Regions from separate parts of the Mus musculus genome. Here region 1 is linked to region 2. A link is a contact called in public HiChIP or PLAC-seq data. All regions are on one chromosome and are shown on one strand. Each heading gives the region's core, a stretch centred on a gene start, on an enhancer-like site or on the middle of the called end of the contact. The rest is flanking DNA. Distances are from core to core; before and after follow the strand shown.

What was found. HiChIP or PLAC-seq counts read pairs in DNA pulled down with a chosen protein or histone mark.
Region 1: an H3K27ac HiChIP or PLAC-seq map of embryonic stem cells shows a contact between it and region 2, with 22 read pairs. The contact joins two enhancer-like sites. A contact is called at or near these places in 2 of 484 Hi-C or Micro-C datasets (double positive thymocytes and muscle stem cells), 3 of 115 datasets of contacts at active chromatin or transcription factors (embryonic fibroblasts and embryonic stem cells) and 3 of 9 other capture datasets (adipose tissue, liver and pancreatic islet).

Annotation. Positions count from the first base shown.
Region 1 is chr19:21,673,149-21,676,222 of GRCm38.p6, reverse strand. All of the region lies in intron 1 of Abhd17b (abhydrolase domain containing 17B), which reads right to left. Among named protein-coding and RNA genes, the nearest start is that of Abhd17b, 21 kb to the right of the region's middle. Within about 2 kb of position 1,687, at least 15 of the 459 cell types and tissues checked have an H3K27ac peak or open chromatin away from gene starts, as enhancers often do. A contact at or near this core is called in embryonic stem cells, where this site is marked.
Region 2 is chr19:21,600,660-21,603,614 of GRCm38.p6, reverse strand. All of the region lies in intron 2 of 1110059E24Rik (RIKEN cDNA 1110059E24 gene), which reads left to right. Among named protein-coding and RNA genes, the nearest start is that of Gm38486, 6.0 kb to the right of the region's middle. Within about 2 kb of position 1,679, at least 14 of the 459 cell types and tissues checked have an H3K27ac peak or open chromatin away from gene starts, as enhancers often do. A contact at or near this core is called in embryonic stem cells, where this site is marked.

The DNA of each region.
Region 1 (3,074 bases), core at 438-2,937, 73 kb before region 2:
GATGCAGCAATGGTTCAATATATACAAATCAATAAATTTTATATTACATGAGTAGACTCAAGAATTGAAATTCCATTGCTATATCAATAGATGCAGAAAAGACTTTTGACAAAATCCAATCTGCTCGTGTTAAAAGTCCTGAAGAAACTTAAAAGAAACATATATCACAAAACCATAAGAATATTTATATGAAGCACCTACAACCCATATTATATTACATGGGGAAAGACAAAGCATTTCCACTAAAATGAAAAACAAGATACGAGAAGCAAATAAAAAGGATATAAATAGGAAAGGAAGAAGCCAACGTGTATCTGCAGATGACATGACTCTTTCTATATATGAGACCCTAAAGACTCTACAAGTAAACTCTTAGCGCTGATAAAACATTTTCAGCAAAGTAGCAGAATACAAAATTAACGCATTAAAAAAGAAAACAAACAAACAACCACCAAAATCCAAACCCAACAGCCTTTCAACATACTAATAACACCCCCCCCCACGCCCCCCAAAAATCTGAGAAACATTTCCATTGTCTAAAACCAACCAGGGACAGCCCCCACCCCAATAAAAACTCCAAACCTGTGGACTAAACCATGGATATGAAACATTTCTATAATGAAAACTTAAAAATAGTTTAAAAAGAAATTGAGAAAGACACCAGGATTAAAAAAGATCTCCCATGCTCACTGACTGAGCCAGAGTTTCTCATAGTGCCTTACGTTGGCCATCAAGGTCCAGAGATCTGTCTTCACTTTTACAATGCTGGACGCCAACGCCTTGGGTTTATAAAGGCGCTAGCAATCGAACTCAGGTTTTCATACTTGTAGAACAATCGCTGTACTGATTATTTCACCAGCCTACAAGGACGTGTACATTTAACAACTAATGAGTTACAACTTTAGGTTGTGAGGATGAGGTAGGTAATGAGGTGCAGAGAACAGAGGTGCCAAAGGTAGGGAACAGAGCTTCTCACTTCCCAGTTGCTTTCCAAATGACTGTGCTTATCCTGGAACTTACATGTAAGCGCGCGCGCGCGCACACACACACACACACACACACACACACACACACACACACACACACATGATCCCATGATGACAAAACAAGTAAACTGTGTTTACACTTCACAGCTCTTTTGCTTTTCTTTCCTGACGTTTCTGAGCTATGACTTTTTCAAAAGGAAGGTAGTCTTCAAATGTATATATATCTTAGGAAGTCTTTGGACACATGTATCAGGATTTTCCCTGTCCAATTATATTAGTGCAGAGGAGGCCTGTGATTGGACAGGGAAAAGGGAGGCGGAGCTAAGAGTTGCAGAGACAGGAAGCATCTAAGATGGCGGTAGATGTGAACCCACATGGCGTTTACCAGCCACAAGTAGTTGTGAGTATAGAATAGTTGGGGTAAAGCTTTATCATTATCAATTGGTTCTGAAATTATTGTACTGGCTTCTTGCAAATTGTGATATTATTGATACATAAATCTGATTGGATTGGTTAGTTAAGCTTTAAGGATCTTGATTTTACCTGGTTATTGGGTATTGTGATATGCAACCACGAGGTTGGCGGTTCCATTTAGTTACTGGAATGTGGGATCGCTGACTACACGGGTTTCTGGCTGAGGAAGAACTAGCGGCTCCAGGGACAAGCGAACAAGGGCTGGGAGTGCAGTGATCGGGCATAGTGGGGGCTAGCTGGGGAGAGTAGCTTGGTGAGAACATGCCGGCACGGCACCGCACGGCACCGGCACTAGCTCTGGAACAATCCGGTTCAGTTTTTTTTTTTTTTCCTTTCCTTTCCTTTCCTTTCCTTTCCTTTCCTTTCCTTTCCTTTCCTTTTTTCTTTTTTTTCTTTTTTTTCCAAGACAGGGTTTCTCTATATAGCTCTAGCTGACCTGGAACTCACTTTGTAGACCAGGCTGGCCTCGAACTCAGAAATCCGCCTGCCTCTGCCTCCCGAGTGCTGGGATTAGAGGCGTGCGCCATAAATGTCTGTTTCCCAAACTGTACCAGAAACAGAGCAAGGGCTGGAGTCGCAGCACAGTAACAGAGTGCTTGCTTAGTGTGTATAAGGCCCTGAATTCACCCCATGGACCAGGAATTAAAAATACTATCATCAATTTGGAGGTATAAGTATGAGCACCCCAGAGATTTGTATTATTTAGATGAATTGATGGTTTAATGAAACCAATGAGACGCGTAGAATGCTAATGAATAGCAGTGAGCCTAGAAACCAACCGTGAGCAACTAAAATCCTGGAGTCTACGTATTCATTCTAGAGTAAGTTTTTCCCTTCTGAAAACTATGTAGCAACTCTACTATAGTTCTTAAATCTCTATTACTGATACTTATGAGCTCATTATATTTTCTCGATTTACCAAGGCTCTGACATAGATTACTACCAAACAAGCGCCTGGTTTTAAGAGTGATGGCTTTTCTTTCCCTCTCAGGTACAGTGTTGCTTGGTAGTCCAGGTTGGTTGCCACTTGGCAAATACGAGGATTACGAGCATACACTACAATATCTAATGGATAGCAATCTTTTCAAGGATAACTTTTTCCATAAAAAAAAAATTAAAATGTATTCCTCATAAATTAAAAGTCTGGGTGCTGAAGAGATGGCTCTGAGGCTGAGAGCACAAAATGTTCTCTCAATCCCAGGGAAGCAGGGTTCAACCCCAGCACTCACGACGACAACACAACTGCCTGTAATATCAGTGCCAGTGGATCTGAAACCAAGCACTCATGTGGTGCACAGTCATACATGCAGACAAGACACTCATACACATAAAATGAAATAAATTTTTTGTTGTTGTTGTTTTCGTTTTTTTGTTTGTTTGTTTGTTTTGGTTTTTTTTCGAGACAGGGTTTCTCTGTGTGGCCCTGGCTGTCCTGGAACTCACTCTGTAGACCAGACTGGCCTCGAACTCAGAAATTCACATGCCTTTGCAGAAAATATTGTTTCTTTCCTTCCCTTGTTTCCAGAGAGTTTTAATGGAGTAAATGCTAGAAAACTAATGTTCTATTCTGAAATGGTTGTTTAGGTAAAATGTAAATTATTTACACACTGCTAA
Region 2 (2,955 bases), core at 430-2,929:
AGGTTTCTGTTTAAGTGACTCTGTAGGCATGAGGCTTCTGTTTAAGTGACTCTGTAGGCATGAGGTTTCTGTTTAAGTGAATCTGTAGGCATGAGGCTTCTGTTTAAGTGAATCTGTAGGCATGAGGTTTCTGTTTAAGTGAATCTGTAGCATGAGGCTTCTGTTTAAGTGAATCTGTAGCATGAGGCTTCTGTTTAAGTGAATCTGTAGCATGAGGCTTCTGTTTAAGTGAATCTGTAGGCATGAGGCTTCTGTTTAAGTGGATCTGTAGGCATGAGGTTTCTGTTTAAGTGAATCTGTAGGCATGAGGCTTCTGTTTAAGTGAATCTGTAGGCATGAGGTTTCTGTTTAAGTGAATCTGTAGCATGAGGTTTCTGTTTAAGTGACTCTGTAGGCATGAGGCTTCTGTTTAAGTGGATCTGTAGGCATGAGCACACTGTAATTCAGGTGTCCTCAGTCCCAGAGGTTTTCATGCTCAAGGGGAAGCAGCTTGGGACCCACTGGGAACAGTGTGCCTCAAAAGAAGTTGGCGACTCTTAAAGATGATGTAATGAAGTCTGTCCCTGGTTCAGCTTTTGGTTTTTGGTTTTTTTTCCCCCGAGACAGGGTTTCTCTGTATAGCCCTGGCTGTGCTGGAGCTCACTTTGTAGACCAGGCTGGCCTCGAACCCAGAAATCCACCTGTCTCTGCCTCCCGAGTGCTGGGATTAAAGGCGTGTGCCACCACTGCCCAGCCCTGGTTCAGATCTTAGGAAGTCAGCACTTATTTTTCCTTTTCTGTTTTCATTATAAACCAACTATTCTATTTTAAAGATGTGTATTACGGATTCCTTTGTCAGTAAATAGGGTTTATTAGAACAATTTGTGTTGAATTTAGCCACTTTCAACTGATTAGTTGTAATATACACATAGCCAAAATAGCTTAAGTGCTTGTTTTCTGGCATTTCCCTCTCTCTCTCTCTCTCTCTCTCTCTCTCTTTCTCTCTCTCTCTCTCTCTCTCGCACACACACACACATACACACACACACACACACACACACACACACACAGAAATATGAAAAGGAAGGAAAACTAGGATTAACACCCATGACATTTCCTTAATAAAATACTATAAATGTAGCAATTCTTTTTTTTTTTTTTCAAGGAAAAAAGTATTTAGGTAAATGTAAAGTTATTTCTTACTATAAAGTGGTGTGAGGTGTGAGGAAAGCAGGTGGAGTGACGAGAGGTTTTTTTGTTTGTTTGTTTGTTTGTTTGTTTGGTTGGTTTTACAATACAGGGTTTCTCTGTATAGCCCTGGCTGTCCTGGAACTTGTTTTGTAGACCCGGCTGGCCTCGAACTCAGAAATCTGCCTGCCTCTGCCTCCTAAGTGCTGGGACTATAGGCGTGCACCACGACCGCCCGGCCCAACGAGAGATTTATAGCTGGTTTTAAAGATTGAAAAATACTTTGTGGGTTTTATGCAACTTGAAATGGGTGTCTATTAAAGTGCTACATAAACTATTCTCCTATTTAGGATCAGGGTTCTTTGTGTTTAAAACTCAGTGTTGTACTGAGCATGTGGTTTGTGTAAAACAGCAAACCTCTGGTAGCTTGGGGACTCCTCTCCTTTACTCATGGTCTGTGCCTGGGTTATGTACTTGAAAGAAAAGGCACACCCACACCCTCTTGGGAGACAGAAAATGAAGACTAAAGACTGTTGTCATGGCTACTGCCACCAACATGCCTGACCTATGGAAAGACCCTTTCACTCAGGCAGACATATTACCTAACAAAACGTGGTGTTCCGAATGAATTTCACTTTGAAAAGATCACACTTGCTTTCAGCAGCATTCAGATTTCTTCTGTTCTCAGAATTGGTCCTTGTAACCTTCACCAGGGCTCAGAAACCCCCACTTAGGAATCTTTTAATTATGATGGATATCAAGAGTTCTCAAGTGTTTGTGGGCATAAGAATTCATTGAAGAATTTAGCAGACTCCTGGGGCTCACTCCCAAGATTTTGGCCATGTAAACAATACGTGGAGCATTTAGCAAGCTATGCTGATGTGTAATTCTTAAGAGTCACCTTTGTTGGAGCAGATGGATTGAGACTGTAAACAATTGAGCCATTTTCAAGATTTACATATAGATCTTAACACTGATAGCGCCCTCGGATACAGTGTTAACCCTGCATTGGCAATTTAGTAAAGATCTACTGATTCCAGAGGTCTTCAGCGTGAGACAAATATTTATCAAAAAGAAAACATGCTTGTTAGTTGCTTGAATTCTCAGATGACCTAAACTATTTTAGGACATTAAGAAGTTAAAGTTGAGAGACTTTAATGGGAGTGGGCATGGGATAGGGGGTTTGGCAGGGAGGATGACTGGGAAAGGGGATAACATTTAAAATGTAAAAAAAAAAAAAAAAAAAAAGAAATTAAAGTTAAAAATTAAATGACCTCAAACTTAAAAGAAAAAAAAAGAAAATGTTATAGATTGGGACTTATTCCTCGTGGTCCTAATGATATAGTCTTAAAGTATAGAATAATTTAGTAAAGCCTTTTAGAATAATGTAATCCAAGTTTACCACAGTTTTAATAGCTTTTCATTTAGCTCTATGTCAAAGGCTTTTATTATCTTAAGTTTTGCTTACAATCTAATTTCCCACAGTTGAGGCCCTTTGTATAATTTCGTACAATAAATGATGTGTTCGAATAGTGGCTTGCATCCAACATAGCACACCCGGCCAAAGCAGTTCCATGTGTAAGAGGTTTATTGGGGAGGGGGGGAGGTCGCGCAAGGTGGTGGCGAAGAGAGAAAGGGAGACCAGAGGGCCTTTCTTTATATATGGGTGATGGTGGAACACAGGTAAAGGTGGGAGGTGAGCCAAGTGGATTCTGGGAATATAGTGGCTGTTGCCTTGACAACAGGTCTGCGGGTCCTGCCTATGTGATGTCACGGGTTTCGGAGGTC